Regions from separate parts of the Rattus norvegicus genome. Here region 1 is linked to region 2. Evidence: chromatin contacts called from public Hi-C data. All regions are on one chromosome and are shown on one strand. The core of a region is the stretch at or near the end of the contact, and the rest is flanking DNA. Distances in the headings are between cores, read along the strand shown. Region 1 holds the start of Hipk2 (homeodomain interacting protein kinase 2). Region 2 overlaps Hipk2 (homeodomain interacting protein kinase 2).

Evidence for each region. Hi-C and Micro-C count contacts between places; a contact is called where the count stands out from the background.
Region 1: a contact with region 2 is called in a Hi-C map of liver, with 3 times the contacts expected there. The contact joins the promoter of Hipk2 here to the enhancer-like site in region 2. A contact is called at or near these places in 2 of 12 Hi-C or Micro-C datasets (both in liver) and 1 of 1 datasets of contacts at active chromatin or transcription factors (oligodendrocytes).

Annotation. Positions count from the first base shown.
Region 1 is chr4:68,583,363-68,589,340 of GRCr8, reverse strand. Hipk2 (homeodomain interacting protein kinase 2) reads left to right here and starts at 3,233. Exons shown (of 15, transcript NM_001108622.1): 1 at 3,233-3,340. The coding sequence starts at 3,322.
Region 2 is chr4:68,503,077-68,509,616 of GRCr8, reverse strand. The region is part of intron 2 of Hipk2 (homeodomain interacting protein kinase 2); the gene reads left to right. Among named protein-coding and RNA genes, the nearest start is that of Hipk2, 80 kb to the left of the region's middle. Within about 2 kb of position 4,771, at least 6 of the 93 cell types and tissues checked have an H3K27ac peak or open chromatin away from gene starts, as enhancers often do. A contact at or near this core is called in liver, where this site is marked.

The sequences.
Region 1 (5,978 bases), core at 1,984-4,483, 81 kb before region 2:
TAGGTGGGGGCTATCCAAGGAAGTGTGCTGGTGAGTTTGCCCCAAGGAGCTGTCAGCACAGTGTGGGGTAGAATATTTACACCAAAAGGAGGGTCATCCCAGGGAATGAAAATCAGTGGGGCTGGTCATAGGGAGGTGTTTAGAATACTAATTCTCTCTCTCTTTCTTCCTTCCTTCCTTCCTTCCTTCCTTTCTTTCTTTCTTTCTTTTATATAAACACACTGTAGCTGTCTTCAGACATACCCGTCCCCATTACAGATGGTTGTGAGCCACCATGTGGTTGCTGGGATTTGAACTCAGGATCTCTGGAAGAGCAGTCGGTGGTCTTAACCTCTGAGCCATCTCTCCAGCCCCATAATCATTACTTCTTGAACCCCTACTATTTAAACAAATTCTCTTGAATCTAACCTCAGAAGCAGTGGTGAGAGCTATAAGAAACACGTTTTTATAAAAAAAAATCAACTTCCTAATCGATGTGCTGATAGAGGTGAAGATGAAGTAAGTTGCCATTATCTCCCATTGCCTACCATGTATCAGGCTAGGGATAAGCTGTTAAGACCTGGGGTTGGGGATTTGGCTCAGTGGTAGAGCGCTTGCCTAGCAAGCGCAAGGCCCTGGGTTCGGTCCCCAGCTCCGAAAAAAGAATAGAAAAAAAAAAAAAAGATGTTAAGACCTATGTGGTTTCTGCCTTCATTGAGCGTATAGGCAGAGATACACTGCCCAACATGGTAGCCACTGGCCACGTGTGCCTATTAAAATTAATGCTTAGATCCTCAGTCAGTAGCTGCATTTCATCATGTGTTCAATGCCACAAGCAGATGGAAACTCCCAACACTGCAGAAATTTCTGTTGACCAGCATGGGAAGAGGCAAAGGAAGCAACAAGCAATTGCATACTATGTGGTAAAGGTGGAGTAGAAACTGATGGGTGCAGGGGAGCATACTATCTACACTAATATTCTTATTATAATTAAGATGTGGAAACCAAGACTCAGTGAGGTCAGGCAATGAGACCAAGTTTATACACTTGCCAAGTGGAGAGCTGGTATTTGAACTCAGGCTTGTCTTCTTCATGTATTCTTTAGGTTGTTTTGTGAAAGAAATGAGCCAACCCACAGGTAGGAATTCTTTAAAGAGAGACGGCACCACGTGTGGGAATGTGACATTTTGGGCAAAGGCATAGATGAGCAAGGTTGGCAGAGGAGCACAGGTAAACCAGTCAGGCTGGAGAGGTAGTGATTTGTTGAAATCATGTCCTAGGAGAGGTAAGTTGGAACCTGTCTGTCTTGACTAAAAGCCAAGGAACTTAGAGACTTAGCACTAGATGAAGGCAAGTCTTTAGAGGATAGGAACAGGAAGATGGAGTGGCCAGAACCACTCAATACAAGAGAGTGGCAGTGTTTAGGAGCAACTGGCCATGAACAAATCTCAGGAGACCACTTAAGGATTACAAGGAGATAGAAAGGAAGGGGCAAATGAAGGATGCGAGGGAAGATCAGCATGGGAGACCTAAAGACCCAGGTTAAGGTTCAATACTTTGTATCACTGGACAATATCTTTTCTATTGCGGGCTTCTTTCCTTAGACTACAAAAAGGCAAGGCAGACCCAGATGACTTCTGAGGCTCCCCTCTAAGAGTCTACAAATGTGAGTGACTTTAGGTTAAGGAAAGCACTGCTAAATATTGAGGCAAAGAAGATGGTCGTCAAGGACCATTCCAAAATGAAGAGAAAATTACTTTCCAGTAACAAAGCCAGCTAAGAGTATGCAGGAGCTAGCTTGTCTTTCCATTTTGGTAGGAGGATGAGCACGGGATCCAGAAGATGCTAAGATAGTGAGAAAACAATGGTCTTAAAAAGAAAGGAAAACAATGGCTTGTTTTACAGAAAGTTCTGTAGAGTTATAGGCCATCATTTTACACCCCCACCCTCAAGATAGCTTTTAAACTGTTTTTGATCTATGAACTACAGGTAGGAAATACAGTTTACATCAGGTGTCCAGTATTCATACCTGAAAGTAAAGGTTTTATGAGACAACAATCAACCTCCCTAAGGGCAATGGGCTCTAATATTTTTTGCTAGATTCTTACATTTTGTTGGCTTTTCAAAAGCTTTGTTGTCACCCACTTAATTTCTTTTATGATCTATTCATGTATCAAGACTCAACAAGTTTTCGTAAGTTGGAGGCAGAGGCAGGGCGTCCTGTGCTGACATTCAGAAGCGAACTGGGGAGGCAAACCAGGGCAGGGATTCAGGCTTTGAGAGTTTAAAGAACGTTTCGCCCCGGCCCGAGTAAGTTGAAAAAAGCAAAACCCCGGAACCGCTAGGTGGGACCCTTCCACCCGGATGATGGAGAAGAGGGCTCCCCAAACACCGGGGTCAGGCGTTCATCCTGACGTTGCGTTTTCCCGGGGCGTTCAGGGGGCTCCCTAGACATTCTCCCGAGAGGACGACGCGCCCACTCCCTCCATTCATTTCCCTCGCCTGTAGGCTAGAACGGAGCCCGCACGCGCTGGGGCGAAGACACTTTGCCCGGCAGCGGGACCGCTGACGGCGGCAGCGGATCGCGCTCCCCGGCCCGGCCGGCGCGCGCACACCCACGCGCGCACTCCCAAGCACGCACACACAAAGTTGTGGCCGCCTCCACCGCGGAGCTCCGGTCGGCGGCTACGGGCCAGCGCACCGCGCTCTCGCACAGCCCGGCTCGCACGGCCGCTCGGCTCCCCTCGGGCCGCGCTCGGCCCCCGCCGACGCCGGGCTCTGCCCTTCGGCTCGGCCCTCCCCGCCTCGCATCCGTGCCATCGGCGCTCGATTGCGCGCGGACTCCCTGGGGCTCTTCCCGGCTCGTTCGCTCGCGCTTGCCCGCCCGCCCGCTCGCGCCCGGCCGCGCCGCCCCGCCCCCGCCCCCTCCCCCCTGCTCCTCACGGGCAACTTTTGCCGGCGCCCCCGCCTCACAGCCATGCGGAGCTGAGCTCCGGCCCGGGCCCTGGCCGCCGCAGCCCGCCCCGGCTCCCGCCCTCGCGGACCCGCCCGGCCCTTGGCCTCGGCGCCCTAGCCGCCCCGGGCCGGCCGAGCCCCCCGCGTAGGGCCCGGGCCGCGGCTACGGCGGCGGCGGCGGCGGCGGCGGTGGCGGCGACGCGCCCGCCCGGCCCCCTCCCCCGGCGCCGGCCAAGTGAGGCGGTGATGCGGGCGCTGGCGGCCTGGGCTGCGCCGAGAGCGGAGACACAGGCTCAAGATGGCAGATTCCCACTGAGGCTGAGGGGGCCGAGCTCGCGCGCCGCGTTCCCTTCTCCGTTGCCATGAACCGCGGACACCCCGGCCCCGATGGCCCCCGTGTACGAAGGTAAGGGGCGCCCAGCCCGCGATTCCTTGCTCGCTCGACCAGCCGCGGCCCCCGTAGCTTTGTTCTGCCCGCGGCCCCTTGCCCGGCAGCCCCGGACCGCAGCCCCGGGCCCTGGTCCTGGGGGCTCGCGACCCTCCCGGGTGCTCCCATCCCGGGCCCAGACGGGACCGGAGCCGGCCTGGAGCAGGATCTTATTTCCAGGGCAGAGAAGGTGGCTGGGGGGTGTGTGCCGGTGGGCTGCTGCCCAAAGAAAAGAAATGGGGGCGGCGTGTGGGAAAAGACGGATCCGTGACTGCTTTCTGTTTATTTGCGATAAATGAAGGTGATGCGGTCCTCCCCCATTACCTTTAAACGATCTCCGTTCTACTTGTCCGTCCTCTCTGCTCCCCTTTCCAAACATCTCCACTCCTACCCCACACTCCTTTATTCTTCCCGAGCCTCCGATTTTTTTGGGGGGTGGTGGTGGTGGTGGTAGTGGCTGTGGAATCCGATTGAAAGGGGCCAAGCGATGAGAGAGGGTTGAGATGAAAAGTCCATTTCAGACCCAGGCAGAACAATGAAATAGGCTCAAAATCTCCCCGCAGTTGGCGTGTGGAAGGGAAAATGTAGTTTGGTTTTTTTTTGGGGGGGCGGGAGGGGCGAAAGAAGGTTTTCTGGCTCGGCCTGGGTAGATCGGTGCTGTGCACCTTCACCTGGCGTTGGCTGATTTTTTTTTCCCATTTGGCTGTCTTCAGAAGAAAGAAAAGGTAAGGCGATACAGCTGCCTCGCGCACTCTTTCGGTTCTCTTCAGTCAGTTCCGTCAGCTTGCAGCGAGAAAAATCAAGCCGGAATCAACTAAGTTTTTACACTTCTATGTGTTTTTGTGTGCTTGTAGTACGGGGTATTTTTCAACCAAAGTGTGCTAGATTTTTTTCAGTTATTTCATCGTGAAAATGTTTCTTTCGTGAAATCATTGAAATAGCAGCCCTTTTACATACTTTTAGCGTGGGTCCATCTGGCTTTCTTTCGGTTTTGTTCAGATATTCTGTGGATGAAATCGCAAATGAGAGGGAAATGGGTTCGCCAGGAACCAAGAGGAGGGGCTAGGGGAGATTGTAATCCTTTAAACCCGGGGAACTGTTGGGCCGGGTGAAACAGGGATCTCATTAATAGTTTTATCTCTGTTAGGAGAGGCTGATTTAAAAAAAAAAAAACTTATCTGAAAAGAAAATCTGTTATTAGTTCCAGGGCTCTGAATGAATTAGGTTTCTGCACGGAATAAAGTTACCAGTCAGGCTCTGAATAACGAGGCTGTAAATAACCTATGGACTGTAAATATTTTTTCCAGAGTCTCTTAGAGACAAAGGGGCTGTTTAGAAAGCAACAGAGAAATGTTATTCCAGGGGCTTTCCTCTTTGATTCCGAAGAACACAAGGTCTATTTAACCGTTCCACAAAACAAAACAAAATTTCGGGTCACTCCACCACGTAGAATAGGAACATGCCAGTGGGGACGTGAGCATGTAGGAGAGCCCATGTCGGGCATTCATTGTTCATCTGTGTCTAGGGGAGGGGGGCTGCAGTCAAAGCTCCCACTGTCTAGAGTGTTAAAATGAAACAGTTTTCTCTTTATTAAGTACCTCCTTGAGACTCCCTCTGCTGGACACTCGGGGCGAGCATTTTAGAAAGAACTTGGCATTGAATTCACAACTGTAATAGAGGAATAAAAATTCCTCTTCCAGGAGGCTGGGGTAGGTGGGTCGGGACATATTTTGTCAACTTTGAACAAAACCACCCAGGGAACTTCATTTATCAGGTTGATTTCATTTGAAATCCGTGAGGAATGTAGGCTACCCCCCTGGGGCTAAGTAAGACCCAGCACAGTTAGTCCTAGAACATTGTTCTTTTAGTGATTATGTCGGAAAAAGAATTACAGGTGTGTAAAGTGTTTCAATGTAGAACTGTGGAGCTCAGAGGTCTCCACTCATAGTTTTACTTTCCAACCCTCCTTTCTCCAAGGCAACCTAGTTCATCACCTCCTTTCAACCCTGGGTTTTCTTTAGCCTTGTCTGTGGGTTCTCTTAATTGTTGTTTTGTTTGTAGATTTTTTTCTTCTTCAGGAGAGCATCTCTTCACATCTTTAGAATTTCCTAGTCTTGCTCAGCACTGCTTCTCCACCAACCCAGAGTCACTTAGCCCCAAAGTCAGGCCTGACTGGTCTTTTTGAAAGAGACTTCTGTTAGGCATGCTATGAGACAGAGAAATGACCTCCATAGTCAAGGTCTATGCTTCGAGGACCTACATTTACTCACAGTGCTGAGTGTATCCAAGACTACAGTGACCTCTCCCTTGACCCCCAGTGACAATCTGTGGATTCAGTGAACCTGATTTTTATATTTCAACCAGAACCCGGGTCTCTCTCTCTCTCTCTCTCTCTCTCTCTCTCTCTCTCTCTCTCTCTCTCTGTGTGTGTGTGTGTGTGTGTGTGTCTGTGTGTGTGTGTGTGTGTGTGTCTGTGTGTCTTAAATGAACAGGATTTTTCTTACTGACTTCTCCAAAGGAGGGATTTCTCCTCCTAATAGTTCCACATGATTCTTCTTAGGAGTCTAATGACACATGAGACTTTTTAACTGGAATTTCTCAAATGGAGTGTGACTCG
Region 2 (6,540 bases), core at 3,522-6,021:
TTTGAAGAATGTGAAAACATGCATGACTTTGTCAGGGTGGAGCATGACAAATTATTTCAGAGATGGAGGGGGCAGATTGAACTTAACACATTTACTTCATGAGCGAGAACGAGCAAAGGAACTTCGCTAATTCCATGTGCCTGTTTCTGCAGGATGAATGAGAGCCTGGCAAACTCTAAGTCCTGAGTGAGGTAGCCCACTCAGACTGACCCATTCTGATTATTTATTGATTAGGTGGGCAAACCCTAAGTCCTGAGTGAGGTAGCCCACTCAGACTGACCCATTCTGATTATTTATTGATTAGGTGGGAAAGATGCTTTCTTTCTTTTCTAAGTCCAAGTTTCTTCTCACCTTAGGATCAGTTTTTCAAAGATAGCACTCAGTATTTCTAAAAAGTGACTTGTTTTAAAGTTGGATTATCATTCTTTTCATATATTGAACTTGAAACAGCATTTTAGTGCCTACTGCATGAGGAATACATGTGTGATAGGAATTATTAGAGAATAAAAGTACTGATACGGACAAATTTCTAAGGGCCTGACATGTATTTATCTCAGTGTCATAATGTAAATACTCTATTTTTTTCTAGACAGATATTTAATTAGATGACACCAATGGCCCCTTTAGCCTTCTGTTTCAGCACAGAGGATGAAAGACAGCGGCATTCAGTAAGCACCTGCCAAAGCCAGGGGCCTCATTTGTTTCTCAAGGTGGCAATTATCATTCCCATCTAGTAGCTGAGAAAAGTAGTCGCTAGCATGCTGTACAACTGGAATCCAAGGAGGCTGTCTGTTCCTCTTGCCAGAGGGTGTGTTTCTCGAGTTGAAATTTTTTTCTCATCCTTAGCATTGCCATTATGAGTTTTATGAAATGTGTTCAAACACACAGATATATGTATATAGTATATTGGATTCACCTTGCTTTAAAGCTAATAGGTTCCAGGCATACAAGTGCATTCATCAACAAGCACATAGCATTCTATGTGTGTTCAGTACCTTTTTCATACCAGACATGTTTCTTATACTATCTGTTCTTTGAGACTTTGTAGATAATGTCTTCTGAGAAAATAAGCTCAAAGGGGTGGGGTAAAATTGTCCACAATCCCATAGCTGCTAAGTGATGTAGAGCCTACCTTTCCGCCTCAAAGTGGTTTGTTCTCCCAGAGTGGTTGGTCTCTGATTCTCCTAGGGTTCAGCTCTCCTTACTCAACATTGTCTGAATCAGCCCCTCTGTCAATGGCTTCTAATGTCATATACTCGTCTCTTTATGTTTGTAGTACTAAGTCAGCAAACTTGTTAGAAAATGTAATCATGCCAGAGCCAGAAGACCCAGATTCTAGCTCCAAACTGGGCCATCCTTGCACAACGTCCTTGACTTCTAGAACTGAGAACTAAAAGCCTCTGGCCCTTGCTTCTCTACCTCCTGGCATTTATCACAAATAACTGAGAATCCAGTTGTGCTCTGTAGATATAATGTGTGGACAACTTATGTTAAATGTATACATACATGACATGTTTTTATAATGCTTGTAGATGCTTTTGTGATGAATGTTATTTAACTACTAGGGCTTTTTGGCATTTAAAAATTTCTCAATTGGAAGACAGTCGTCTCTCAGTTACTATGATGCGAATGAAACCCCTCCCACCCACCTCCACACTCTGCAGATGAGGATAGAGTTCGTGTTTCATGTTGGGAGCCAGAGTCCCTTAAGTCTCCATCACAGGAAAAGCACTTTTAACAGGATTACGGTGTAACTCAAAGACTTGAAACAGAGACGAGTGGTACCCAGCGCTAGCTCCTGAGCTTTGCTCTTGTGAGGAGGTAGTGGCACTCAGCAGGGTTTAGTACCCACTCTGCAGCCAGCTTGTATGAGTCAAGCCCATGCACTTCTGTCTGCTTGTTATTATTATTATCTATCAAAGACATCTTTGAGTTTATTACAGATTATGGATTTAAAACATATGCTTTAAAAATCATCTCTACATATTCTGGCTTGGACTGATTAAATTTTCCTTAGAAGGAGAAATAAAAGTACTACATATCTCCTTGTAGCTACATTTTCCTCATAGAAACAACTAATTTATTAATTTATTATTTATTTTTAAAGTATAATTTTGCACTTGGCATAGCACTGCTGTGTATACTATTTCATGTGCTCATCAGAGCAGCTCTGTCCCATCCCCACTTGCACATGTAGAAGTTGAGAACCTGACTTGTCTGAGGACCTAGAGCCAGGAAGGAGTAGAGCCAGCTGGTCCTTAGAGCCAGCTCTTCCAGGATTAGGGCTCATAGCCTGTTCTGCTCGGTCCTTCAGGGGGTGAGAGTTGCTGAGCTTAAGGACTAAGTTTTCATTTTGGCCCTGATAATTTCTCACACTGTACTGTGTAAAGTGCCAGGTTAAATGGTCCTAAGCAAAGTACTGCTTTAGGAGAGATGGGGACAAACAGAAAATTAGTCTTAACCAATGTTGTCTTATGTAAAAAGAAAGCAGGACTTTGTTGTCACTGATGGTGAACAGTAAGTCACTGCCATGTTATTCGACACTCAGCTTTATCAGCAATAGTGCAAGATGTTTGCACAATAAAAACTACAGAACTACAAGGAAATAGTAACCAGCTCTACAGCTAGCCACATGAGTAGATAATGCCTGGCTAAAGAGTTCCCACAGAATCCTATCACTGGGGCCCACAAAGAGATCTTGGCAATACATAATCCTATTCCTTCACACCAGGCCCAAGGCAATCCACCAGAGCTTCAGGTAACAGTTTGTAGGTAGACTGTGAGCCAGGTATCAGGTAGAAGGAACTCTGCACCTATGAGAAGCCAGCTCTTATGTCTCTGCTCTGGGCCCTTCTTCTTCCTCTGATTCTGTCTAACGTAATGCTCATGCCACTAATTGATGAGAGCTGCTCTCTGGAAATCAGGTTTTAATGCAAGGATGGTCACTGATGAACTGTCGTCCAGCAGTGTGGTCTAGAGTCCACTTGAACCCACTCTGTCTCTGCAGTACTTTGCCTACTGTCCTACTGTCAGCCTGTGGTGTCAGCTGTTCCTTAGGCTCTCCCAGCCTCACAGAGTCCTCTACAAGAGCTCTTACTCAGTAAGGAAGGCAACTGTGGGTACCCTGCCTGAGTGGAAAGCTACCTGAGAACCAACCTCCCTCCCTCCCTCCTGCCCCTGTTACAGAACCTCTGCTCCTCATGTTTATCTACTCGGCCCTCCTACCCATCTTTGCCTCTTTCTCATCTTCTCAAGTTGGAGATCTCTAGGTCCCCATGAGTCCTGACTCTTCTCTAACAAAGTATGAGCTATGACTCTGGAGTTCTGAGCCACAGGATTAAATGTGAGGTGACAAAGTACTCTCAGAGCTGAGGTATTTATTTGTCTTCAGGATGGGCAGGTGGTAGGTCCAATTGGAGCTCATGGGTCAGAACCATTTCCTTGCAGCAGGCCAAGTGCAAAACCCATCACCAACACGTGGTAATTAGGACATGATGAGGCTCTCTCCAAGGAGCTCCTCTATAATAAAACTAACAATAAATGATGTCCAATGAAGAGAGTTTTGAGCTATTTCACAAGAAATATTTATGTTCATTTCAAATTGGATAGCAAACTGATTTCTTTTTGTAAGAGAACACATAAGGAAAATAATTTGAGGCTGACACACTTTATACCTCAGTCCCAAGCTCTTCATGAGCTTCATTGTGCTGGCTGAATTAGACAGCTCTGTTACCTATGTTTCCCCCCACAGCAAAGCAGGATGCCTGCCAAAGGCCCATCTCTCTACTTTTGGGGAGGACACTGTGGAGTCCATTGGAACCCCAGCCAGTGTGACATTCAGCAGGTTCTGACAAGAATAATCTTTAGCTTTGACTCTGCATCTGGGGACTGACAATTAGGAAAGATTGAATTTTAAGTTTCTCTCCAGTGACTGTTACTACCAGGGCTAGAACTGTAGTGACAACTTAAGGTTTGAGCTTTAATGAGACTGGAAATGATGTTATATATATTTTAATATGCATTAGTTCCTAAATGTACCTAAATGTCTTATGAGTTGCTGGTTGGTCCTGGAGATAATATATATACATGTGGGAGATATTATATATACATACTCCTTTAATGGACAATATTTTTAAGTTTGCTGACTGGATGTTGGTTGGGTGGGAGGTGAGAAGAAGGAAAATGATTTTACACAGGAACTTATCTCTGGTGTTAAAAATAGTCAAGGGAGTCATATGATTGATACACAAATGCGTCCTAAGTCCCATTATTTTGGGAATGATTTGATGCTAGCATGTGATGTGGATGAAGACTGGAAGCAGCAGCTAGTCCTCTGGCACTCCCCTGGGATCATGCCCCTCATTCAGCTCTTGGAAGAACACCAGACAGCAGCCTCCAGCTTCTACCCTCCAGCCTTGACCTTATCCCCAGACCTCAGGGGTAAAGAGGTGAGAGGCTAGTTCTTTGAGCCCTTCCTCTCTCTTTCAGTCCAAGGCCAACATGTCACTTGCTGATAGTCTCTCCCAGCATAGGAGAAGGCTAAAACTGATAATAGAGAAAAAGAATGAGGAGCTGCACTTTGGGGGCCAAGACAATGCAAGGAGGGATGGTCTCCCGAGTAAATAAGTCCTTGGCGCCACACCTACTCGGTCAGGACCTTGGCAGGATGCAAGAGGGGTGGGGTGTTGTGTGGGTTGGCCCTGTGGGATGTGACTCCAGGCCCAGTGGGCCATGTGTTTGCCAGCTTTGGCAGCATCCTACAGTGGGGCAAGGGTAACAAAAATGTGTGTTGCTTAAGAGCAGATGTATACTTTGGCTCTGCTCAAATCCACAGCTTTGTAGAAGCGCCCTTTGTAGAATCTGCTCTCTTTGATAGTGTTTGCTCTTCTTTTGGAAATCCATTTAGTGTCTGATTCTTCTCCCACCTAGCCATATGTGTGCTGGGCCCAAAGTTGCTTCAGAATATTGGTAAACACAAATCTAAAGAGTTTGAACCAGAATGTTGCTTACTTTTAGGGCAAGAGGGTTTGGTTTCTAGATGGTCCTATGTTGCTTAAGGCTTTCATATGAGAGATTGAGGATTTCCTCCAGAGATTTGCCATGTTGACCCTGGTGAGCTGTGCCTGGTAGGAGACTGTAGACATAGACTGGACAGACTGAGGACAGACTGAGGCGGCACACACCCACCCTTTGGTAAAACCCAAACTCTTAAGCAGTACCAAATGTTCTGTGCTCATTACATGTGTCTGTTTTCTTGAGCAGTGTTTCCTATGTCCCCAGCTTCCAGTCACACCTGGCACAGGACAGATACTGGGCATGTATGTTATTGAGAGTTATAATTACTTTTTAAAGGGATGGGAATTTAGAGATTTGAATTATTTACGAAACTTTATAGTCATCCACAGCTTGATTCACCTCTAGATGGGTAAGCTACGTGTGAACTCTGCAGTCTTCTAGGGTCTGACCAGGGCAGAAGGTCTGTATGCAAGAGCTTTCTGTGGATATCCTTGGCTTTGGCTGAGGTTGATTCTTCTCTTCTAGGGTAACGTTAGCTCACACAGGTGAAGGAGTGTTTCCTAGGAAGGGGATGTGCTTTATTGCCCTACTGGAGAGAAGGGAAGAACTGTTATTGTTTCCTACTTATGACTTCTTGACTTTTGAATTTTCCACCTCTGTTTAGAACTATTAGCTGCATTTTATTTGTTTGATTTGGTTTTATTTTTTATGACCTTTTAAGACAGAGTCTCACTCTCTTTGTGGCCTAGCCTGGCCTGGGAAACACAACCGTTTTCCTTGCCTTTTGAGCACTGGGACTACAGGCATGTAACAGCATGTTCAGCCAGTATCTGTTGGATTTTAAGAGTCAACATTGTTCATAATGTGTTTCCTTATCTCAAGAGTTCTGTTTGTTTGGATTAAAAAATAACCCATGTATTTTACAATAGGACATTATTTTTGAAAAGTTAAACTAATAATGGTAGTATGTGTGCTTGTGTATGTGTTCAAGTGTCTGTGTGCATGATGACGCACATGCAAATGAAGGGCAGTGGTCATCACAGTGCTTTCTCAATACTCTTCCACTTTGTTTTTTGAGCAGGGTCTCTACTGAACATGGTACTCACTGTTTGGCTAAACTGACTAGCCAGTGAGCTCCAAGGATTTCCTGTCTTTTTGCCTTCCGCAACTCACAACCCTGGAGTCATAGATGCTGGCTACCACTTGAACTTTTACATGGGGATATTAACTCAGGTTCTATGGTTACCAATTGAACCATCTCCTCAACCCCCACTCCCCAGTACATCTGGAGTAGAATAAATCTGCATTTCTCTGTAGCGGTTGCTGACCATTACTAGGTTGCCAGGCCCTAGCCTCAGGTAGGCCAAGGACTGTCTACCAGCAGGAGGAAGGGCTTCGTCCTTCAGCTCACTCACTCTTGCTTATCATGGTCAAAATAGGTTTGTATTTTTATAATTACAGAATGCTTGAATACACATGCTCACAGCAGCATCGTTCACATCAGTCAAAAGGTAGAACAAAGAA